4 separate regions of the Mus musculus genome follow, and all the other regions are linked to region 4. Evidence: chromatin contacts called from public Hi-C and HiChIP or PLAC-seq data. All regions are on one chromosome and are shown on one strand. Each heading gives the region's core, a stretch centred on a gene start, on an enhancer-like site or on the middle of the called end of the contact. The rest is flanking DNA. Distances are from core to core; before and after follow the strand shown. Region 1 has its middle 220 kb from the start of Isl1. Region 2 has its middle 190 kb from the start of Isl1. Region 3 has its middle 220 kb from the start of Isl1. Region 4 holds the start of Isl1 (ISL1 transcription factor, LIM/homeodomain).

The links. Hi-C and Micro-C count contacts between places; a contact is called where the count stands out from the background. HiChIP or PLAC-seq counts read pairs in DNA pulled down with a chosen protein or histone mark.
Region 1: a contact with region 4 is called in a Hi-C map of the N1E-115 cell line, with 8 times the contacts expected there. The contact joins the enhancer-like site here to the promoter of Isl1 in region 4. A contact is called at or near these places in 2 of 39 promoter capture datasets (liver and trophoblast stem cells), 1 of 484 Hi-C or Micro-C datasets (the N1E-115 cell line) and 1 of 115 datasets of contacts at active chromatin or transcription factors (embryonic forebrain).
Region 2: a contact with region 4 is called in an H3K4me3 HiChIP or PLAC-seq map of neural tube, with 3 times the contacts expected there. The contact joins the enhancer-like site here to the promoter of Isl1 in region 4. A contact is called at or near these places in 1 of 39 promoter capture datasets (frontonasal cranial neural crest), 2 of 484 Hi-C or Micro-C datasets (the N1E-115 cell line and embryonic fibroblasts) and 2 of 115 datasets of contacts at active chromatin or transcription factors (embryonic forebrain and neural tube).
Region 3: a Hi-C map of stem cell-derived cardiac mesoderm shows a contact between it and region 4, with 3 times the contacts expected there. The contact joins the enhancer-like site here to the promoter of Isl1 in region 4. A contact is called at or near these places in 5 of 39 promoter capture datasets (cranial neural crest, frontonasal cranial neural crest, hippocampal neurons and 2 more), 7 of 484 Hi-C or Micro-C datasets (adipose-derived mesenchymal stem cells, cortical neurons, embryonic stem cells and 3 more), 4 of 115 datasets of contacts at active chromatin or transcription factors (embryonic forebrain, embryonic midbrain, embryonic stem cells and 1 more) and 2 of 9 other capture datasets (adipose tissue and liver).

Annotation. Positions count from the first base shown.
Region 1 is chr13:116,085,265-116,091,172 of GRCm38.p6, reverse strand. No RefSeq gene overlaps it. Among named protein-coding and RNA genes, the nearest start is that of Isl1, 220 kb to the left of the region's middle. RefSeq lists cis regulatory regions at 3,483-3,494, 3,576-3,588 and enhancers at 3,427-3,586, 3,109-3,745. Within about 2 kb of position 3,487, at least 9 of the 459 cell types and tissues checked have an H3K27ac peak or open chromatin away from gene starts, as enhancers often do. A contact at or near this core is called in the N1E-115 cell line, where this site is marked.
Region 2 is chr13:116,496,305-116,502,678 of GRCm38.p6, reverse strand. No RefSeq gene overlaps it. Among named protein-coding and RNA genes, the nearest start is that of Isl1, 190 kb to the right of the region's middle. Within about 2 kb of position 4,933, at least 17 of the 459 cell types and tissues checked have an H3K27ac peak or open chromatin away from gene starts, as enhancers often do. A contact at or near this core is called in the N1E-115 cell line and neural tube, where this site is marked.
Region 3 is chr13:116,524,823-116,531,538 of GRCm38.p6, reverse strand. No RefSeq gene overlaps it. Among named protein-coding and RNA genes, the nearest start is that of Isl1, 220 kb to the right of the region's middle. Within about 2 kb of position 4,253, at least 18 of the 459 cell types and tissues checked have an H3K27ac peak or open chromatin away from gene starts, as enhancers often do. A contact at or near this core is called in adipose-derived mesenchymal stem cells and stem cell-derived cardiac mesoderm, where this site is marked.
Region 4 is chr13:116,307,151-116,313,059 of GRCm38.p6, reverse strand. It overlaps Isl1 (ISL1 transcription factor, LIM/homeodomain), which reads left to right and starts at 3,372. Exons shown (of 6, transcript NM_021459.4): 1 at 3,372-3,665; 2 at 4,597-4,786. The coding sequence starts at 3,638. RefSeq lists promoters at 3,195-3,573, 858-3,575.

The DNA of each region.
Region 1 (5,908 bases), core at 2,238-4,737, 220 kb after region 4:
TCCAGGGATCCACCCCATAATCAGCATCCAAACGCTGACACCATTGCATATACTAGCAAGATTTTATCGAAAGGACCCAGATGTAGCTGTCTCTTGTGAGACTATGCCGGGGCCTAGCAAACACAGAAGTGGATGCTCACAGTCAGCTAATGGATGGATCACAGGGCTCCCAATGGAGGAGCTAGAGAAAGTATCCAAGGAGCTAAAGGGATCTTCAACCCTATAGGTGGAACAACATTATGAACTAACCAGTACCCCTGAGCTCTTGACTCTAGCTGCATATGTATCAAAAGATGGCCTAGTCGGCCATCACTGGAAAGAGAGGCCCATTGGACACGCAGACTTTATGTGCCCCGGTACAGGGGAACGCCAGGGCCAAAGGGGGGGAGTGGGTGGGTAGGGGAGTGGGGGTGGGTGGGTAAGGGGGACTTTTGGTATAGCATTGGAAATGTAAATGAGCTAAATACCTAATAAAAAATGGAAAAAAAAAAAGACTAAATAATTCCATTTGTATAATATCTTTGAAATGATGAAGATATAGAAGATTAGTGGTCATGACAGTTAACAGCTAACAGAGAATAAAGAATAGATATGGCAGTGACTGTAAATAGAGGGACTTGATGGAGATAATATTGTTAGTATTTTATTATTATTACTGTTATTTTGGCTATTTTTATAATTAATTCTGAGTATTGAGCACAGGGCCTCAAACATACTAAGCATGAGACCAACCTCTGATCTTCATGACCCAGCTTATCCCTATAGCATGACTGTGTGTTTATAGGAATCTAAGCATGTGAAAGAATATCATAGGCTCGATACACATTTTCCTAATGTGGATTTCTTGGTTTTCATATTATATGTAATGATTAATCATTTGCTGTTCAAAAAAATCCACTAATCTGAAAAGATTGCTAAGTTACTATAGTGCTTGCTATGTTTTGCCATTTGAGAAACTGAATTTGGACCACCAGCACCTAAGTTGAAAGCCAGGAATAATGTTACGCTCCTGTCACCCAAGTACTGAGGGGAAGAGGAGAGGAGAATCCCAGGGTTTACTTCCACCTTAATAAAATTGCATATTGGGGAATTCCAGATTTAGAGACTCTGTCTTGAAAAATAAATTGAAAATCAATAGAGAAAGACATTTCATATTGAACTCTGGTCTCCACATACATATGCACACATGTGTGCATACATCACTACATATGTACACACATATACAACTCATACAACAATCTACTATTTTATAAGGCTGTATTAATCATCAGAGAGAACTGTGTGAAGAGCAGGTGGCATCCCTTCCACCAGAGTTAAACCTAATTGTGAATTGTACTTTTTTTATTATAAAATTAAAACTACCCATGAAACATGTTGTACTGTTTCCTATAACATTGGATGCATTTGGTGTACTAGAGATCTTAAATGACCAATATATTATTATTTCTTCAAATACATTGGCTTACTTATGTCTTTCAACCCACAAACAATGATAAAACACAAGAATGAACAAAATGAAGGAAATTTACCAAATTTAAATGGCTACCAATTTTTTGAATATATTCTGTGCTCAAAATCTAGAGAAAGAATATTGAGATTATATTAAAATACAAGTGAGTAATGATTTGCGAACTCTTGAATAAGTTAAGGACAGAATGTGAGGCAGTGTTGCCACTATTGTAACAGGAACAATGGCTTTGTATTGCTATTTAACATATTTAGTGATGTAATACTGAGATGTACATCTGACATCAAATGTCATGATGCCATTCATCATTATACATTCAGTAGATAATACTGAGTATATAATATTCTGTTCTGATATGAAAACTTAAACAGGATCTTGGGTTGTGATTCATATGAATACAAGGATACTAAAAAATAATGCCATCTAAAAACAGAATAAGGTATATTGTAGCTGTGCAGCTCATGTAAGGGGCAGATAAAACCAATTCTACAGTGCATTCATCAAGAAATGTCATTTTTAAAGAAAGCCATCTTCAATGGTGAAGTAAGTGGTATAGTCTTCAGGTGAAATCCCAGAGGTATGGGGGATTCTCGACTTTGAAATGTGCCCCCACCCAATCAGGCCAACCACTGCGGTCATATAACCTCTTCCCCATCCCCTCAATTATGAAAAAAAAATTAATGGACTAGACTGAGGTTTCCGAGCAAATGTATCATGACTTTACTTAAAGGAAAACAGAAAAATCTAACTGTGCTCAGGCAGTTGTCTTGTTTGATGTCATCTCTTTTGTAATCTAAATTATCTTTTTAGTTAATTATTTGTCTTAAGGATCAGTTCTAAGAGAGCCAAAGCACGGTCCTATTTAGTGCACTTATCTTGAACTTTTGTTAAGAAAATTCACAGCCCAGGTCAGCAGTGAATCAGCATGGTGCACTTCCCTTTAGGTTTTCCAATAGGATTTTACCCTCTCCTGAATTGAAGACCCTGCCTTTCTGGTGGTCACATGGTTGGCTGTTAAAAACAACAACAACATCAACAACAAAAACAAACAAACAACCGAAGAAGAACAGTGCTTTTTAATAGATGTGGGAAGACTTTGTTACTTACATATCAAATAATTATCTTAGCTTAAACTACTGGTGTTTAGAAATCTATTTGTCTTGCAGATACTTGAAAATATTCTGTTCAAAGCAAGCTTGGCTCAGCTTACAAGAAAGCTTTCTTCATGCTCTTGCTAACAGTACGCGTATTTGTATTATTTTAAGAAATACACATATTTACATATTATTTGTTCATGTCTATTTATGTATATTTACTTGCATTATGTGTCATAATGCCCACCTGGAAAGAAGAGGACAACTTGTTGGAGTTATTTTTCCACCAATTCCTGGTGAGTCTGGCACTGCCCCAAGAGTGATTCTTGAGTTTGTACTTATTTTATTTTTCTCCTTAATAATGTGTGTGTGTGTTTTCTACAGTTAAATAACTCACTAAATAAACAGTGTAGGAAGATTCCCTTATGCCAGCATTTGGAATCAGCGATCAGAATCAGGCCTCACAGGATACTAACAGACAGGGACTTCCAGGTTTGAGGCTGCTGAGTAATAGATAAAACCTGTCACCTCTTTTTGTGGACCTGCATTGAGACACAGTTGCTCCTCCTTTTCAAAGTAATCAGTTATAACAAAGTATTGCTTCTATGTTTCATGCAAATAGGTTTAAAGTGTTGCTTAGACAATCTTATATTTAAGGAAAAAAAATACTTCCATCAAGAAATTGTACAAAAGAAAATGGACACACCAGCTGGATAAATCTATCATACGGAGGGGTGGAGGAGGCAGGCACTTTTAATTAGCTGAGTGAATGCAGTTTGCTGAACACAGAAAGCGCAGCCCCAGTGATATTAAAATGTGCCTAATTTTCTGTGAAAAAGTCCCATCTGAAAAGGCCTGACCACAGTCAATCATACTAAAAGCCACTGGTGCTTAATTTGATTTACCAATATAAAATGCAAATTAGGTTATTAAGTGGAGTGGCAGACAGAGTAGGGACCCTTTCAAACCATCAAGTTAAATGCAAGCAGACAGCAAACTGGCTGTGCAAAGAAAATTTTAGCATATTCGTTTGATTAGTGCTACAAAAATTTAATTAGGTTGGCTAATTACTTGACAAATTGCTCTACACTAGAGAAAAGGCAGAGGAGTATTTTTTTTTTTTTACCTTTTTCATTGCAAATATCCTGTGTGTATTTTAGCCCAAATGCTATCTGCCAATTTGCAAAAGCCTTATTAAATGAATAGAAGATGGTTTCCAACAATAGCAAATAGTATAATGCATTTAATTAGGCAAGACCCACACCACGGTACCCATGTGTCCATACTCTCTCCTGACTAAAAATATTTAACACAGTATTTATATGTGACTACTGTCAAAACAGATTATTAAAAAGCAGTCTATTGTTAAGGAAGAAAATAGTGTACATGATATAGAAAATAGATGTTTGTAAAACTACTACCTCCCAGAGGTATTTGCTTGTAATAATTAAATGAAGCCAAGGTGACATGCTGAGGTTTGTAGTCTCAGAATGGGCCAGCCAGCCAAAGTGTAGATGATTGAGGTCAGAGCTCAGAATCAGTTTTAAAAATGCTCATTTCAATTAACAGTTTGCTAACAGTTTGTAAAGCATAATTTGTTTTCTCCAAATGCTGCATGTTTGTCCTTGCTTATTTTCTTCTGTTTTTTCCTCACACTCGGCATGAGAGGAGGAGACTTCAGTTCAGTTTGGGAAAGGGAGGCACATGTGTGACCATAAGATAAACCTTTCATGTCAAAATTTTACAGAGTTTAGGATAGTTTGGAGAGGGCTGTTCTCCATCAAAGGGCAAATGTGAGTCTTAACAGAGAAAAATACACTCTTAAAACAGCTTCCAGGGGAAAATAGGGAGTCAATTTTTATAATCAGAGCACTCTTCATAATATTCTGATTTTTTCCCGATACTTCAGTAAGTTCTTAAAGTTTTGATTGTCCAAAGATCTGATGAACCTGTAAAAACTAAAGCACTATAATCTTATACTAGATAATCACCTAGTCTGTTCAGCTGAAGAAAGAGTCCTATTTTAGAAACAGACATTACAGTTTGTAATTAATGCTGTATGTAACCTGTAAGAAACAGTTGTGAACAGACATGTAGGCTGTCCACCTTGTGTGTGTGTGTGTGTGTGTGTGTGTGTGTGTTTTGTTTGTTTGGTTTTGGTTTTTCGAGACAGGGTTTCTCTGTCTAGCCCTGGCTGTGCTGGAACTCACTCTTTAGACTAGGCTGGCCTCGAACTCAGTAATCTGCCTGCCTCTGCCTCCCAAGTGCTGGGATTAAAAGCTTGCACCACCACCGCCTGGCCCACTATTTTTATAATTAGTCTTTTGTTAATGAAGTTTAAGAAACATATTTATTAGACATACATACACAAATACACAGGCTTATGAGTTTAAGAATCTTATCCTGATAGCCTTTTTCTGTTTTCAAGTCTTGCCACTTTTAGACTTTTGCTCACTTCTCAAACTTAGGAAAATTACGTGTAGTATTTTGACTATGCATACAATCTTGTTAATATGAAATAAAGTTCTAGAGAAAAGCTGTGGTCCTTGATCATGCTTTTGGACATACCATTATATTCACTCATTCTCAGGGTTCAGTCTCCTTAAGAATTGTTTCTACAAGACAGTGCTCAGAAGAACTAAGTGAACAGTGAAACAAACATTTCTTACTATAGAAATGTATACTATATCAACTACTGGATATCTTCTTTCTTCATTTATTTGATGATTATAATTAATTTATCATAATGTTATGTATTATAATTTGATAGGCTGATTGACATATTAGAAACAATCTATCAAAAATAATTTAAATGAATGAGTTTAAAATAGAAATATTATTAGCTTGCAAATATATTTTAAGGTTTTTTTAATATATTTTAAGTTTTTAAGAATGTGTTATCATTGCCAACTATCCTCAAATGAAACTGGGAGTAGATGAAGGGCATTGGATATGGCCTTAATACAATATATGAGTTTTCCAAAGAGTTGAAAACAACAACAGCAAAAAAATGACCTATAAAGCTAGATAGACTGCCTGAATTCAGATATGGTCTTTCTTAATTTCATGAAAATTTTTTATTATAGATTTATAATTTGTCTATGTAGATGACATATAATCATATGTTTATATACAATTCAAAAATGACTTTAGTATACAAATATATACAATTGAGATATAACCATTATGATTATAAGTTATATCTGTGCATTGTATAGTAGTATGATTTCAGTTACTTTCTGATTGATTATCAAGTAGTATTCATAAACTATTATCAATGAGGATCACTGTTATTTTTCAAAACAATTCAGTTTTTATCTTTTTCTCCATTCTTTGAGAATTTCAT
Region 2 (6,374 bases), core at 3,684-6,183, 190 kb before region 4:
AATCTAATCTTAAGTTATTTTAACAAACAGGAAAATCCCATTAATGTTGTTAGTTTCCACCCAAAGAAAGTTAAAAATTTTATGACAACAGAAGTTCAATTTTTATTAAATTTGGCATCAATAATACAGAGTAAATGCTCATATATCTCTTTCTCTCAAATAGCTCAATATGTAAGTAATATCTGAATTTCTTCCTTGTTCATTGTTTTAAATTTTATTTGTTTATTTATTTCATGTATGTGAGTACACTGTTGCTGTCTTCAGACACACCAGAAGAGGGCATCAGATCCCCATTACAGATGGTTGTGAGCCACCATGTGGTTGCTGGGAGTTGAACTCAGGACCTCTGGAAGAACAGTCAGTGCTCTTAACTGCCGAGTCATCTCTCCAGCCCACTTGTTCATTTTTGATGTGTTTCATTTTTGTTTAATATATTCTTGTTTAATATACTTTCCCCCAATTGTTTACACCTCTACCATTTGAAATCTTACCTGTTCTTCAAGACTCAAATCAGAAATCTCCTTGACATTTCTTTTTTTTTTTTTTTTTTTTTAAAGGTAGAAAATATTTTCATTTTTTATTATGCAAAATATAGTGTCTTGATTTTATGTGTTTTGGAATTATTTTGTAAGCATATGATTATGGATTATTTTTTAAGTATGTAGAAATATTTGGCATTCTCTTTGTTTTCTTTTTTTTTTTTCCATTTTTTATTAGGTATTTAGCTCATTTACATTTCCAATGCTATACCAAAAGTCCCCCTTACCCACCCACCCCCACTCCCCTACCCACCCACTCCCCCCCTTTGGCCCTGGCGTTCCCCTGTACCGGGGCACACAAAGTCTGCGTGTCCAATGGGCCTCTCTTTCCAGTGATGGCCGACTAGGCCATCTTTTGATACATATGCAGCTAGAGTCAAGAGCTCAGGGGTACTGGTTAGTTCATAATGTTGTTCCACCTATAGGGTTGAAGATCCCTTTAGCTCCTTGGGTACTTTCTCTAGCTCCTCCATTGGGAGCCCTGTGATCCATCCATTAGCTGACTGTGAGCATCCACTTCTGTGTTTGCTAGGCCCCGGCATAGTCTCACAAGAGACAGCTACATCTGGGTCCTTTCAGTAAAATCTTGCTAGTGTATGCAATGGTGTCAGTATTTGGAAGCTGATTATGGGGTGGATCCCTGGATATGGCAGTCTCTACATGGTCCATCCTTTCATCTCAGCTCCATACTTTGTTTCTGTAACTCCTTCCATGGGTGTTTTGTTCCCACTTCTAAGGAGGGGCATAGTGTCCACACTTCAGTCTTCATTTTTCTTGAGTTTCATGTGTTTAGGAAATTGTATCTTATATCGTGGGTATCCTAGGTTTTGGGCTAGTATCCACTTATCAGTGAGTACATATTGTGTGAGTTCCTTTGTGATTGTGTTACCTCACTCAGGATGATGCTCTCCAGGTCCATCCATTTGGCTAGGAATTTCATAAATTCATTCTTTTTAATAGCTGAGTAGTACTCCATTGTGTAGATGTACCACATTTTCTGTATCCATTCCTCTGTTGAGGGGCATCTGGGTTCTTTCCAGTTTCTGGCTATTATAAATAAGGCTGCTATGAACATAGTGGAGCATGTGTCCTTCTTACCAGTTGGGGCTTCTTCTGGATATATGCCCAGGAGAGGTATTGCTGGATCCTCCGGTAGTACTATGTCCAATTTTCTGAGGAACCGCCAGACTGATTTCCAGAGTGGTTGTACAAGCCTGCAATCCCACCAACAATGGAGGAGTGTTCCTCTTTCTCCACATCCTCGCCAGCATCTGCTGTCTCCTTGACATTTCTAACTAAATGTTGTATCATCTCCCTTTGACTAAAAGCACATTTAGTACCCCTATAATACACTATTGTGTGACATCGTGGTTCAGATATTTGTCTTATCCCATCTTTATATTTGTCTTTGCCCATCAAATCATCTGACAGCATTAAGATCACAGTGGCCTCCTAAAGCATGTATTTGTAACTATCCACTTGTCAGTCTAAAAAGATCTGACACGTAATGTTATCATTTAGTTTCAAAATGTATAATAGTATTGGTATAACACTATGCAGAAGTTTTTCTAAAAAGATAAAATGTTAGAGTAGGACGAAGAGCCCATTAAGAAAAGGCTTCTGGTCAAAAAAAAAAAAAAAAAAAAGTATTTCTGGTCTCCAGGTCTTACTTTCCAGTTGGGTCATGTCAGTCATCTGTCCAAGAGACCACCCCCTAAGAAGGCTGGCTGTGCTAATGGAATGACTACTCTTCAAATGAAACACTGTATTTTTCATTCGTACTCCCTGATTTCTGAAATAGTCCCTACAAGCTATCATGAGGTTCACCTGGGTCTGCCTTCTTTTCTGAGACCTGAGTAAAAATGTGTGATATATAATTTTTTTTGGGGGGGGGGGAATCTTTATTTTCTCCATGGTTGCTGACCTGAACCTAAATATGTCTTTTCTGATAATTTGGGCTCCTTGGCTATTTATCTAACATTCCCCTACCTGCCAAGAAGCTGATTGCCATGACAACTCAACCAGAAAGTCTTTTACTTCCATCTCATCTAGGTGGACCTACAGCTGGCCTGTACTGGGAGTTTCACTTTTTATTATTAATAAAATCGTCCACGAGCTCTCTGTTTGAGCCCATGTTTACATTATTTTATTATTATGACTAAGAACCTCAAGAGGGGACCCTGACATCTTGGTATCCAAAAGAGAAGTATTCCTATTTAATGTTCTTTTGCTAAAAAACGAAATCTTAACTACTAATACTTAATTATTCATGATAGATGCATACTTTTATGCTAATGCTTCAAAAACATTTATTACGAAATATTATTGAATTGTGGAAGAATAGATTGTAGCTCTAACTATTCCAGACTATACCTTTATTAGGTGGGTATAATTGTTCTAGAAGTAAGAACATACACACACAACACACACACACACACACACACACACACACACACACACACATACACATACATGCATCCACAATAATCTGAAATCAGAAGGACATTGTTAACCATGAAATACCACACAAATGATAAACGTTTATAATTAATTTAGTAGTGGTCATGTGATTAACAGCTATGACTCAAGTGGCTTACTAATTGTGTAGAAAAAATTACTCTAAAAACAAGAGAAGGAAGATAACTAGTAAATATTGTAGTGAGATGAATATGTAGACATTGCACACTATACCTAAAATTCTGTGTCCTATGATTTTTTCAATTCCAAAAATAATAGATGCATGTAGAATGATATGATTTCTTGCAGGTTGAGATGGATTTTTTTGTCCTTCTAGAGAAAGAATACCAAGAGTGGAACTTTGTTCTCTCACAGATTCGTTCTTATGCCTCATATATCTGGCCAATGACTTATTCATTCTTTCAAGAGTTACCATTGAGCTCTGGCAAGGTACTCCACACCATGTCAGTTAGAAAATAACATGGATCACACACTATCTGGACACTTTAGGTTTGCAGAGATGCGACCCAGGACACAGGCTGCCTGAATTGATTCTATACTGCTTGAGTGTGATGCAAGGTGGACCTAAAGCCATCGTCTATAATTTTGCTAGTATATGATTAAGGAGTTCTATAAGGTCAGACTTTTATAAATCAATACATAAAAAATATTTGCTCCATATTTGGGCACATACATGTGAATCAATATTTAGTTACTCGCTATGATCTACCATGGCAAGTGTTTTAAGTGATTAGAATGTACCTCTTACAGGATAGGTTTTTGACAATTATCACTCTTCAAACTCTCCAACACTGTGATCAGAGTATTTATCCCTCTTTATGGTAATCCATTCTAAGTGTCATGATTAGATTTCCATGCTAGTTTTCCTTGTTCCTAGGTGTCTTAAACAATATAGGGCTTCATTACATTCTCTAAGGATGCTGGATTGTGGCCACACTAGCAATTGACTATCAGGTTCTTTCGTTTACTCTACCTCCTTAGTGTTTTATTTGACAGCTATTAAATTTGTAATTTCCAGGCAACTTCCCAAAAACAAATGGTAGAAAGCAGTAGACACTGCTCTGCTTACAATCCAGAAAACCTCGTGTGTTCACAAGTGTTCACAGTAGACCCACAGAAGCGCCCATGCTTCTGTGAGTGCTTCTAGCTATGGTACTCAACATTCTGTAGCTTGCCCACATGTATAATATTTAGAAAAAATTGCAGCAACAGAACATCTGTTTAAAAAGAAAATCAAACAGTATTAAAACACAGTAGGTAGATCGTGGAAAGAATATTCAAAAGGAGAAGTTTCAAATAGCAATTTTATCTCATATGTAAAATGTAAAACTCTAAACAGAAAATGTCCACATGTTTTTTATATTAAGACTCATTGGCTCTCCTTATTAATACCTGCCTCATAAGCTCTGAGAGTACCCTTTCTAACATAGGAAAAGTGCTATCTGTATGCTTGGGGAAAACTACAAAGAGGCAATAAATTATTGCTGTAATGACATGCTAATTAAAATTTTGCTTGTAACTCATGTAAGTGTTTGAAGCCCAGCAAATTTCTCTTTTCATTTGTGGAGTGTGAAGGTAAATTGCCCAGTGACAGTGGGACATCGCTAACAAGTACAAATTGAATAACATGCTATCTTGCTCTATTAGCCCTGACTAGCATGTCTGAATTAGATATTCAGCACACTCCCCATTGTAGGGCTGATTGATAAATGCTAAGGAGAATTTGTCAAAACAACAGGGGCTACACCCAGTGGGACATCAATATGCTCCATTTAGTCACCCCCGTAGCACTTCCTACATAGGATTGTCACATAAAATTAAGACTAGCCGCTAACCAGCCATCAAGCTTGTAGCAGACGTCAGGCAGCCTGTGTTCTGTATGCATATTAGTCACATGCTTAACAATTTGGGCTGTCAGGACAGAAGCATGCAGTGACCTCCAGAGCAGAGGTTGAATCTTCCAACTACACTGAAGCATCACGCTCAGCTGTTCAAGATTTTAGGCCATTTCCTGCCAGATCTGGGCACAGATGCAGTGCCCTAAGCTATAATCTGTGGCAGCATCCAAATGACAAATGGCACCAGGAAGATTATTGCATTATATATTAAGTACCACAAGTCTGTAAATTATAAGTAAACTACTGTTCAGACTGTCTCCTCCAGCTTTCAAGAGACTTTCCCTCTCCATTCTTTTAAAAAATAAACCTAATAAATATTGGGTGAAGCAGAGATCAAAGCCCAGAGTTTGAATTAGACATCTCCATTGCTAATTAGCTGCTTGAATATCAAACAGTTTTGGGCCAGCTGTAATTTAATAAGCCATGATTGAGGTTCGCCTGATTTTACTTCCCCCATTGAAAATTCTTCTCAGGTGCAAGTTTGTATGATTTCTAGGATTCTTGGTGATAGTTTGTTCTTGGTATTTCCTTTGTCAACATAATTAGCCATAAACACAGAGTAAAAAATAATTTAAAAATATTTCTATATCTGACATATGCTTTATTTAGAGTCATCTCCTTCCATCGCATTATGACAAATAACTTTATGTATGAGGTCATCTGCTCATGGAATAAAGCCTTCAGAAGATATAATGTTGCCATTAGTTTGAAATAAAGTGTGTTCCCTACATTACCTCTTTTCATGATATTGGGTTCTACTGTATATTGAGCAACTGAAAAAGTGGCCATTTGCCAATTTGATCATACCATGAGATATAAAAAGTAGGATCATATTTGAAAATAAATTATTTAAGTTTCCTGGATATGACAAATGTGTTCTTTGCATGTATCAAAGAGAGTATATCAAATAATTTCTTACTTTGAAAACCATGTATACCTAGAAAATATACTGTGACTTCAACTCATAAACAACTAACTTTAGACTACTTATGGTGTGGAGCTCGTGGTTTTATTCTGAGGTTAAAAGTAGAATTATTCAAAACACATGAGGTATATATGTTTATAGTGCTTTTACAGAATTCAATCTTTAAAAATACAATCTTGATATAAACAAAAACAAAACCACTGTTGAGTGGCACAATACTTCTTTCCCTAAAACCAAAATGCCAACATTTAATCAACTACTACTACTTTATATTTTCCATTTAAAATAACATCCTGAAAATGTAGCATTATCTTTTCACATATTCTAGATTCCTTCTATACAAGAGTTTAATTTTTTTAAGGGTTTTGATAACTGTGGGTACGATAGTTTATGTTATAAATTTAAACACTGGATTCCTTTCAGAAAATACTGATATTTCCATGAAAATGAATTACTTTGTTTAATATGTAGAATGGTGAATTTCATGGAAATACTTAATTTTAAAATTGTTGATCTCGATATATTGATTAGCTT
Region 3 (6,716 bases), core at 3,004-5,503, 220 kb before region 4:
GTGCTGGCTGGTGAGTACTTCAACGAATATGTCCTTGGAGTCACTCTGCTAACCCTTCTCTTTCTAGTCCCTTCTACGCCCCCAAATAAATTTTGATGATAGATAGACATGCTTAAGTTGGAAGTTGTAGGGTTTTTTTCTGTTTGTTCCTTAATCCTGAATTCAATTGACCACAAATTCTAGCACCTGTATGTTTCATATATATTTTCATTTCATCTAGATTTTTAACACCAGATTTAAGTGACTTGTTTACATCAGTCTTTTTTGCATCTTCTATTGGTGGGATATTGGACAATTTCAATAATCATCTCTCTTCAAAAGAAAATAAAAGAAAAACTCAAATTTGTAGTATGTTCATTTTAATTGTAGGAAGTGCCCACAGCATGACTGATTTCCATCTCCCATCCCAATGTCACTTGCTGATCAACAAGTGGAGAAGACAATTGATGTTGATATGTAACTCTCTTCAGTTTATGAACTTGTTCCAAAACACCATACTTTCTAAACCAGTGTCTCTTGATTTTTCTCTACGGTACAAAAAAGTGTATGTGTGTATATACTTTCCAACATGCTGTTTTCAATGTTTAATTTTTCTGGAATGGATACCATTACATTTTTTTAAATTCTCAAATATTTCTAATCTTTAAGAGATGTTAGTGTCGATTCTCCTCATCTTTAATTTTATTATAATATTTTCTTTATTCTTTGAGAATTTTATAGACGCATGAAATGTATTCTGATCATCAAAATATGTTTTATTATTCTTTATAAAGTTAAATCTGAGCTGAAGGTGTACTTCAGCCTAGCATGCCCAGACTGGTCGCCATCTTCCCCACTCACAATTAAGGCACTTAATTGCCTTCAAAACAGCAGTCAAGTTCTTGCAAAAACACTTTTAAATTTTAATGTTAAGTATATTTTACTCATGAGGTGTATCGATGAAGTTGTTTGAATCTCCTTAGATTATGAAGTAAGCATAATACATGTATAAACCAAAAGGAGTATAATACATGTAGAAACCAAGATGAGTAATCTGTCAGTTTGTACAGAAGCCTCAATAAAATGTCTGACTTAAAGTTCGGGATCATGGTCAAACCTATGCAAATTAAGTATTACCCTTACAGTGCTTGACAATGGGTAAATGTAAAGCTTTTTAAAGACAGTAAACATTTTTTTTACTTTAAAACAAATGAAAAATTATAATAAATTCGAAGTTGCAAAGACAAAGTTTAAAATTCTCTTTAAAACACCACTATGCCTTAGTTTCTAATCATGATCAATGATATATTCTTTATTTTATACATGTGCAAGCATTTATGCAATATTTGATTTCTCTCCATCTTTATTGAGCAGACTGGGCAATGATGTATTCTTATTTCTTCCCTTGCAACACACTGCATAGTTAAAAAGGTACACATGGAACTCTTTAGCTATTTTAGAAGCTGTGACTTCAAATGAATAGAGCCTTAGACATTTCTTTTCATACATTTCTTATACAGAGAAAAAAGAGAAAGAGCTTTCCTTAAATTTTATACCATTTGCTCAGCAACAAGGGATCCCTGAGGCAGTGTTGGGTAATTTTCAGTGATCAACATTTTTTGTAACCGTTGTAACATGACTAGGCATTTTGCTCTTGCTTGCTTTTGACTTCATCATCACAGTATTTGTGCCACATGTTGACATTTTTATGAATATGCAAAATTGGCTGATAAATTAAAAGCCTCATGATGTTGGCTTATCATTTTTCTGTATCTCTAGTATTTATTCCATTTAGTTAGCTGTCATGTATTCATAACATCAAACCGAAATGGCCTTCCACCTTTGAAAACCTTCTCAGTTTTCAAGATTTTATTTTTATTTTTAATATAGTAGTTTCTTTATTCTTTTACAATTTTATAGATGCGTACAGTACATTCTGATCATCAAGCTATATTTTATTGTTCTTTATGAAGTTAAATCTGAACTGGATGTATAGCTCAACCTGGCTAGCCCAAATTGGTGCCCATTTTCTCCATGAATACACTCAATGAAGCCACTTAATTCCCTTAGAAATAACAAGCAAGTGTTGGCTATTATTTTGGGATCATCGAAATGAGTCTGGTTATAGGAAGAATAGGGTTTCTTCATAGTTGTGCCATAGCACCATATTAAGCTTGAAGCAAATGTCTTGTGTCTTACTTTCCTCAACCCACAGTGAGGATTGTTTGATTTAGCTCTGCATCCTCAGAGCCTGGAATCCAGTAAAATTTCAATAATACTTCTGTGAAAAAAGAGTAAGTCTAATTTTCTTATGCCCTTTTTGTAAATTTTGTAACACTATACAAGGCTTAAAAACCAGAAAATCTGAAAGGCAGTCACTTACAGCTTGATTTTCTACAAAGATGTTCACCTGAGAAAATATTCTGTATATATTTTTCAATATTTTTGAGGCAAAATAATGAACATTTTCTAATATAGTACATGTTATAGGCTAGTCATCTGTCCTTATAACTAGTCTGATTATGTGAACTTTTATCTTTATATAAAGAAAATCATTAGAATATAACATGTAGAAATACTTTCTTAGTTCCATACTGCTCTTCCTTGCTTTGCAATTAATGTGACATTGTATAAAGAACTGAGCTTGAATCTATGGCTTCTCAGCTGTCATTTAAAACTTATGCACCACACATTTTTCCACTGTTAAGCAGAGTTAATTATGTATCCTTTAAAGGAATATGGAGTGTAATATAATAATAATTATTATTATTATTATTATTATTATTATTATTTTATTATTATTAGTTTAATAGAGCCTTGCAATTCAACAACACTTAATGCTACAAAGTCCCTAGGAGAATCAGATTGAGGAACAACACAGTTTAGCAGAAAGAATATCAGTCATGCAGCCCTTCCAGAGTGTAGCTCCCTAAGTGATGGGAGTGAAAGCTGGATCCCAAGGACTTAAAAAAACAAAAACAAAAACCTATAGGCCATAAAAGCTGACTACTCCTAAAAACAGAGAAAAAAAAAAGGAGAGAAATTTGTGGTATCTGGAGGGGGCAGCAGAGTCAAGTGAATTTCTCAAATGAATCTGTAAGGAAAGCAGTGTGTGGGAGAGCTTGGGGGATGCCCCAAGTGTGAAGCAGAGGCTGAGAAACTGCAGACCCTTGCCTGATGGGTGTTAGACTTCGTAACAGCACTCTATCATTAGCAGAAACCTTTGATTTGGGATTTAACAAGTCCATATTAACTGAGAACTATTTTTGTTTTTCTGTTACTAAGAAAAGAACCAAATTCCTAAGAAACACGCCTAGTAGAAGGAAGAGCTTCTTGAAAGGAATGCCAAGGAATGGATGCTAACTTGTCAAGGGGCTGGCAGTTAACATCTGTGTTGTCATTGTATTTTGATCGTCCAGGAAGTCTGAGAAAAAGCTGGAATCTAGATTTAAAACAATTCATTGTATTTGACTCAAAATCATTCTTTTTTGACAAAAGATGGAGGAAAGTCAAGGATAAAATTATTTTGAAGAATTTGGTCCAACAAACACCCATAAGATGGTCCTCATGACAAGAGGGGATTCGTTATGCATACATATAATAAGCACACTGATTAATTCAAAATTTATTTTATTTTTAAAGAGTTTTATTTGTGTGTTTGCTCGTGTGCATTCAGGTACTGGAGGATGTCAGAAGAGGTTGTTACATCCCTTGGAGCTGGAGTTCCAAATATTGTGACCTACCCAAGATGTGTGCTAAGGAGAATACAGGTCCTCTGGAAGAGCAACAATTGCTCTTAACCAGTCCCAAATTGTTTTAGTTTAACTTTATGAATTTGATAAACATATAACTTACTTATTCAACTTACAATATATGAGGTTACACATATTACACATTCAAAACCTTTTGTGAACTTGGTAAAAAAAAAAAAAAAAAAACCAAACCTTGAAAATCTTTAATTTCAGAGGAAGAGATAAGTTCATGGTCAAGCATTTGACATCTGTGGCTTGAAGAACGACAGGAAAAGCAAGTCAAACAGAGGCGTAAACTCTCAGTGACTGAATCTCCCCACTAGCATGGGAAAGAACCAGAACCCTCACGGAACTGCCATTGCCCAGCCAGGAATCACCACGGAGCTTCCAGAGTTCTGAGGAAAACCTGAGGCTGGGGAAGAAGTTCACGAGCTAACGCCACGAAGGGGGAAAGCATCCTGTGAGAAACTTCAAACTGACATTTTATACCAATCTGGTGGGAGTCATTGTGATACAGAAACCACAAAAATGCACCCTGGAAATGAGTCAAGGAGAATCCACAGCCATCCAAATCGGCCAATGTAATTAGAGAGCTAGTCATTCGAATTTTTTCTGCCTCAGCCACAAGTGGATGAAATGATGCAATAAATCAGTAGCAATTTTAAATAAGTTAAAACAAGTAAACTTCTAAACATACAAAGACCAAAAATCTCTTAGTGTGGAAACACCACTGAAGGAACAATGGGGCTAAAAGGTAGACTGAGACGAATAGTATGTCTAGTACACACTCTGCAGGGAGCGGGGGATACACACAAGAGGAGGGAGGTTTTAAAGGGATAGGACACAAAACAGTATGGCAGGAATAAGAAAACTTCATCAGCACTTATGATAATTCAAGCATAATTTCTATGAAGAGAGGGGTGGGGCTTCTTAGCTCCAGTCTCCGGTTCACAGCCAAGGCAAAGCTCTGGAAACATTTGAAACAAGAAGACCAAAAAGTAACTGTCCACATTGTTCCACTAGATACTAACCAAAGACCAGAAGAGGATTTAAGAAGGCCATAGGGAAGATTTGTAAAGAAGAAGCCAGGTGACATCTTCCTAAATAATAGTGTTTTCTTATTAAAACCTAATAATTAATGTGCTTTAAAATATAATCACCATTGATATAAAAATACCCTTACATAATAGCAATAGCAATGCTAGAAGTGTATGTCTATGAAAACAGCCTGATTTTCAGAATAGTTCTGACCCTGAGTAGTGTGTTGCACCAAACCTCTTACTGAGCAATGGCAAAATATAAGAGAAGGAAGTAAAATACTTCTGAATAGGCAGAAAGACTGGAGCCATTTTTCTAAACAGAAAATCCCATAAACTATTACAAAAAACAAACACACACACACACACACACACACACACACACACACACCTTAAATCAAAAGCTCAATACCATTTTCTGAAAACAATATTGAAGGATAGGTACTGAGTATAGCCAAGATGATTCTATTCTACCAGTAATCATTTTATAGATATTCTATTACAGCAGTGTGACTGGGAAGCTGAGGGACATAGAAAGATTTCCAAAATAAACTAGAGTCCAAAACCACAGCAAAGAGTGATGAGAAATTTTACAACAAAGGGAGAGAATGATCACGCCATGAGAAGAAACAATGTTGGAGCAGTTGGTTTTCTGTATGGGAAGGAGTCAATCTTGTCTCCATAGAAACCTACATGAGGAAATAAACTCAGATGCTTCCAAATTATGGGAAAGAACTTTGAATCATTAGATGACACCAAAGAAGAAGACCTTCGTTTTGGAATTCCTTAAGAAATACACAACAGAATGGCTTGTATTTACTCCTATCAAAATAAAAATAACATCAGAAACAAAGCTTAGTTGTGGTTCCTATGCTGCAAATGGTGAGACCAAGTAACAACCGCAACAAAAATCACACTATGTGACAGGTCTCCTGTTGGAGGATTTTTATTATAGGAGAGAGGGCACAGAAGCAGCCTCTGGGAGAGAAAGGGAAGAAGAGAGTGGATGAAAGGAGAACATGACTTTTATTGGGGCTGTGCCACATGCGCAAGGAGATGTGCAACAGGGCGACTAACAGTGATGATGCGTCCTGTTGCCTGGTCCCTCAAAAGCTGAGTATAACGATGCCTGATTTTCACTTTCAGCTCTCTGTGAATGGGCCTGATTGCTAACAGTAAAGACATTTGCGAAGGCTATGGTGGAGATTCAGGAAAGAAAGCGAGAGAATCATGGAGAAGAAGAAAAGGAAGAGGGAGAGGAAGGGGAAAGAGGAGGAGGAACAACCAGGAGAAGAAAAGGAAAAACTAAAGTTGAAGTGTACATTGTTTGAGGTCAGTAGAAGTCACCTAAGATAGAAAAGTCTGAATGGCCAACTAGAAATAAAAGATGCAGAATCTCACTGAAACTAAAGGATGCTGATGAAACTGTGCTGAGATAACTTCACCGCCACCCTATTGCCAAATAAAAGAATTAAGCTCTACTAAATTAGCCCTTGTGAAGGTGCATAGCAATGGCAGCATGCAAGCTTTGCTGCGAGATGTATGTTGGTGCAACCACTCCAGAAAAGACTGGCAACGCCTACTGGTGGTGAATACATGGCACTTATGATCCAGGACTTAGATGCCCTGAAAGGTCCACAGCAGCACATCCTCGGGTGTATAGTCTGTAATAGAGAAACAAAATCGAGATCAATAATTTCCCACTGAGATCAATAGGAAAGTGGGTAAAAAGCTTATAGCGTGAGCAACAGTTGTAACCTCTGTGAGTGTGTCTTTGTGTGTGTAGTCACATATCATATCTACAGATGCATGCATACTTATGCATACACACATATATCTATGAAATTAAAAATATTGTCAGGCAACTTACTGCATGATACATACATGCATACATACATATATACCTATATAAGACAGCAGCAATATAAATTTTCTTTTAAGTTATTTG
Region 4 (5,909 bases), core at 2,123-4,622:
TTCGAACCAAATTCTGGTTCCTGGGAGTAAATAAGTGAACGTAGTCACTGCTTAAGGAAAAAAAAAATGACCAAAGAAAGCCTCCCTTTTGTGCTCAATATTATTTATGTGGAAAAGCATAGCTTTTCTCATTATACAGATTTTTCAAAGAAACACTTAGGATTCTCTTTTATCTGCCAGACATTAGAGAATAAGTAAGTTCTGAGTATGAATTTACTTTCCAATGGCAGCTAAAACATACTACAATTTCTTTTCTTTTCTTTTTTTTTTTCTTTTTGGAAAATGGTGTGGTTTCATGATGTTCAGGGATCTGTGTCTGACTTTAAATATAATGTGGAATGTTTCCGTCTTAATTAAACAGAAATAAGAAAGCAGGAGCAGATAAACAGAACGGTCTTAAATGGACCAGCAGGGAGCTCAGGAGGAACAAACATGCGCCAGGAACTGTGCTCCAAGTCATGTAAGCAAATACTACAGACTCAAGAGAAACTTACTAAGTAAGCTTAGCGGGTATCTCTATGGTACAAAGACACTGGAATCTTATATAGGTGAGGGAGGATGAAGAAACAGTTTATGCATTTCATTCATTACTTCATTTTCAAAATGAAGGCGCTCAAACTACAGATTCGCACCCCTGCTGTTTTGAAGGACAGATATTTGACCTAGCAGCATACAAAGGTCACAAGAAGTCCAATTTTGACAGGAGAGTGTCTAATCCCTCATTGAACACAAGAGGTCGCCCCTGTAATCAAATGCTCAGGGGGAAAAATATTGCTAATCACTTTTATGTAATCAGTTTTATGTATTCTATAAAAAACACTGACAACTTTACAGATACGCTTGATGTGTTAAATACACACATAGCAATCAACTAGGGGAGGAGGAGAAAAAAAATCTGTGGTCATATGAGAATCTCTGGGTAAAGGGAAACATTGTGGCCAGCAGCAGGAACTTCGATTTCTATGCAAATTGTATAATCACAAACACACAGATCTTCAGAGCACTTTCATCACCCGATCCTACTATTACTGAGTTCCCTCCAGCGTCTTCCACTGAGTGGAGTAGCTTTTGCATGGATCCTGGCTTTTATCAGTCTAAGAACCAGGGGAATGAATGCCTGTTTACAATAGTGCCCTGAACTAAAAAAAGGAAAACGTGTCGTGAATGCTGTGGAAGACCTGCTCACATTGAAAGTTTGTTCCCAAACTGTACGCTAGATTTTCTACTTGGAATTGCTATGACCAACGACCCTTTGTAATAATGTGTTGTTTGAATTAAAACATTACTAATTGTTTTGGTGAATGCCTGTATATGTTTGGAAGGGTGAAGAGTGAGGGTCCTTTGTGGGTCTCAAGTCACTAGACTGATGCTTCTTTTAGATGCCACATTATAAACATAGCGTGAAGAAATAGAATTGGTTCAGATCCCCTATTTATCTTTGTTGTTGTTTGTTGTTGTTTTTAAATCATGGTCAACCTGGCTGTATAGAAGGGTAGCATGCCCTTGTACGGAGGGAACTGCTTCTCTGGGCTTGGCAAAAGCAGCTTGACAAAAGATACCACACATAGGATGTCAGAGAGCAGAAACCGGGGTTGAAAGGAAAAAACACAACCAACCGGTAAAGTTAACCGGAGTCTACACAACTTTCCATCCTGCTCACGGACTTCAAAATAATTTATAATTAAAAAAAAAAAAAGAACAGGAAGGGAAGAGATTCCCATCTGCCTTCTTAAAGAAAACAGCAAAACAAGAAAGGGGGGAAAAACCCACTCCTGCTTCTTAACCTCTTTTCTCTCTGTGTGTACTCTGAAAAGTCACAGGCTTTCTAACTCGGCCACTGCGGCCTAGGTGGGGTTCACAGGTTTTATCATGGTTTAGATCTGGTGGAAGAAACACAAAAAGGAGTTCCCTAACCTCTGGCTCTTCTAAGAGGAAAACAAAACAAAACAAAACAAACAAACAAAAAAAAAAACAAGCTGAACCCTTCTACGATTCTGTTTGTAGCCTCTCTCTCTCTCTCTCTCTCTCTCTCTCTCTCTCTCTCTCTCTCTCTCTCTCTCTGATCAAAGTCCCTCTAGAAGCTCCGGCAGAAGTGTGGGAATTCTGTGTGTCCCCTAATAACTGCCTCTGAAAGACTGTAGATTTTGGGGAATCAGGAAAGAAATTATTGGCAAAAGTTACCGGTGAGATGCAGCCAACATCTCCTCCAGATGGCTTCCCCAGAGGAAACAAATTAGAAAGCTAACCTCAGGGGAGGGAAGTAGGCGCCCCACTCTTCTTTTGCAACAGACCCTCCCTGCTCACGCCTTCATACTAAAAGATTTAAAAGTCTCTAGAGAATATTGTAAAGTTGCGCTTATAATTACCAAGCCGTTTAAGGGCCCAGTGCACCTTTGCCTTAAAAAAGAGTGGACAACAGATCCATAGACAGACATGGACAACCCCACCCCACCCCCGTAAACTTTAGGGTCCTGCACTCTGACTCTAGATTAGAACACTTTCATGCTAGACTTAAAATTGAACAGGAGACCTCACGGGTCGGGAGGAAAGGAACCAACCTCGGAGTTAATTCGTTTTACCTTTTCGTTTGACCTTTGCGTTTCCAACCCGATTGTCCGCTAGGGAGACAAGCTCCCCTTTCCTCCCACCCCAAGTCTTTGGAGAGCTCAGATTGGGGAGTAACAGGGTCAACACGGTAGCAAGAAAAAGAAAAAAAGAAAGAAAAGAAAGAAAGAAAGAAAAAAAAGAACACAAAAACGAAGTCATAAAAAAACCCATTTCTTTTGGGTCTAACCGTCCTACTCCGGGTTTGTCCCCTAACGCGTAGCGCGCTGCTAGCTCCAGCAGATGCGCCCTTCCCGCAGGCAGCGAAATTGGCCAGCCCTGGGCTGTGCGCGCCAGCACGGGAGTCAGTGAAGGAAAGCGGCCCGTTCCAAGTGCCCCCCTTTTCCTGGAGCCCGGTAGGGACCCGCTTCACAGGAAGGACCTACCCACCAGCTACTCGCCACGGGCGGCAGAAAAGGGAGCCCCGAGCTCAGCGCAGCCCAAGGTCCGCGGGGAGCCCGCGGCGCTGGAACCCCAGGACACGACGCGGCGCGTCCGGGAAGGCGCGGGGAGGGGGTGGTGGACAAGGAGGCGGCGGCCGGGGACCCGGGCCACCCGGCGCCCAAGGAGCGACGTGGCCTCGGGAGGCTTAATCCTCTCCTGCGGGCTCGCCGAGCGGGCAGTGGCGCGCGGAGGCGCCGGGGCTGAAATATGATAATCAGAACAGCTGCGCCGCGCGCCCCGCAGCCAATGGGCGCGGCGCTCGCCTGACGTCCCCGCGCGCTGCGTCAGACCAATGGCGATGGAGCTGAGTTGGAGCTGAGAAGTTTGAGTAAGAGATAAGGAAGAGAGGTGCCCCGAGCCGTGCGAGTCCGCCGCTGCTGCTGCGCCTCCGCTCTGCCAACTCCGCCGGCTTAAATCGGACTCCCAGATCTGCGAGGGCGCGGCGCAGCCGGGCAGCTGTTTCCCCCAGTTTTGGCAACCCCGGGGGCCACTATTTGCCACCTAGCCACAGCACCAGCATCCTCTCTGTGGGCTATTCACCAATTGTCCAACCACCATTTCACTGTGGACATTACTCCCTCTTACAGATATGGGAGACATGGGCGATCCACCAAAAAGTAAGAAGCGGTTTAACCTTGTGGGGCTTGGTGTGCTGTTGTGGTGTGGGGGGGTCTCTCTCAGGCACCGATGACAGGGCTCTTTGGATTTGTAGTCACTGCCTGGAGAGACAGAAGAGAAGGTGGTCCTTTTGTTGTTGTTGTTGCTGCTGCTGTTGTGTGTGTGTGTGTGTGTGTGTGTGTGTGTGTGTGTGTGTGTGTGTGTGTGTGTGTTTTCTTCTTGTCACGCTTGCAGCTTGCATGTTTGGTGTGAATTCCGATCTTTGAGAAACTGATCATACCTTGTGTTTGAATGCTCTGTGCCCTCCCAAACTCTAGCCGCCTGCCCGGTGCTTAGCGGTGATTTCCTCCTCCGGATTCCGGAGCTCTTGGAGAAGTTATTATGTAGCAAAGGTCTGCCTGCACAAACCACACCGGCAGATATGAATTAGCATTAGACTTGCAAAAGAGAGCGAGTGACAACTGTATTGATGTCTACTCTTCTAACAATATCCATTCCCGCGTGCTATTGAAGAACGTGCTTCACGGAAAATATAGACATCCCAGCGTTGCTTTAACGCTTCTAGTCAAAACCTTTTCTTTGACATGACTTATCCATAATCTTGCCTAATGATTATAGCAAAGAGGGAGGAGGGAGAAAACACAAAATGAGCGGGTTTGATTGCGTGCTAAGCTTACAATGTAGACTATTCAAATCTGCGTTTTACATATATTCCACCTCCCTTTTTAAAAAAGCGAGTCAAGGTTTTGATGGCACACTCCAATTACCATCCCAAAGTGCAATACTCTTTAAGGGAAGAACAAGAAAAAAAAAAAAAGGGAAAGAAAAAAATTCTTCCAGAATACACCCTATAAGAGAACGACACTAAAAGTGTGTTTATCTCTGTAGGAAGTAAACGGTTAGTCAATCATGCATTTATTTTCATTTCAGAAAAACGTCTGATTTCCCTGTGTGTTGGTTGCGGCAATCAAATTCACGACCAGTATATTCTGAGGGTTTCTCCGGATTTGGAGTGGCATGCAGCATGTTTGAAATGTGCGGAGTGTAATCAGTATTTGGACGAAAGCTGTACGTGCTTTGTTAGGGATGGGAAAACCTACTGTAAAAGAGATTATATCAGGTATGCCATTTTTACAGGGTTATTTTCTGAGATTTCTTGGCTCTCCTTGTTTATTATTTGATGTGCCTTTGTTTTGTTTTGTTGTTTTTAGAGGGAGGGAGAACGTTTACTTTAGAGTGCCCAGTGTACAAGAAATGTTTTTAAAATTAAACTGTTGTTCATTTCATATCTTTGGGGGGTGGGGTGTCGCTGTGTTTCATAAATTTTTGTTGATAAGGTTTGTTAATGACTCTTTGAATTTTTCATACAAAAGATTATTTCCCTCTTTAAACTTCCCTAAGGACAACAACAAAATTAAGGCAAATAAGTTTAGGGTTTCAAACTTTAAAAATTCTATTTTCACTGTATAGTTTATCATCTTATTTATTTTTCTCCTGTTTTATCAATGACTTACATTATTTTGGGGGCTCCAAATAAACAGACAAAAGTTTCACCAAAGGATTTTTGAAGAACAAGTACAAACATTGCTCCCTTTACTTTTGGGGTGACTCTTCCTTTGATAAAAAATTTTAAAACCAAAATAAAATATTCCTTAACGCCCCCCCCCCAAAAAAAACCACCGGAAATTTAATCTTTTTAAATATTAACCCTTTGGTGATATCTAACTGCCTTTTCTTTCTTATCTTATCTGGGCTGATGAATTAGACAGAGCAGATCAAATTGCCCATCATCTGTCTGCGAACAATTGGTATATTTAGGTAATTGAACAGCTTCCTTTCTCACATTAAAATCTAGTAACTGATAAAATGAGGGAATCAGCTGACGGACAAGACCAAAACCAGGGAGGAGGATCTGAGCTGGCTTTTGTTGCACTTTTTTTTTTTTCCTAATTTCAAGTTTCTCTGACCTACCAGTTTATATCAGAAACTTGACTTTCTACCTTAGAAAGCCTGGTAGAATTTCTAAAGGAAAATGTGTTTGTTCTAATACAAAGCAAGATACTGTTCCCCTTCACTGTTAGGCTGGCGATGGCAGAAATGTAGCCGATTTTAGATTTCAGAGGTGGCCATTGGCAAGTGATCGGCTTTTCCTAAGCCATAAAGCGCTTTGGAGCTTCAGAACTTTCATTAAAGTTTAGTTAAGATTTAAAATACAGCCCCACCAGTTTTTCTCCTGCTGGAAT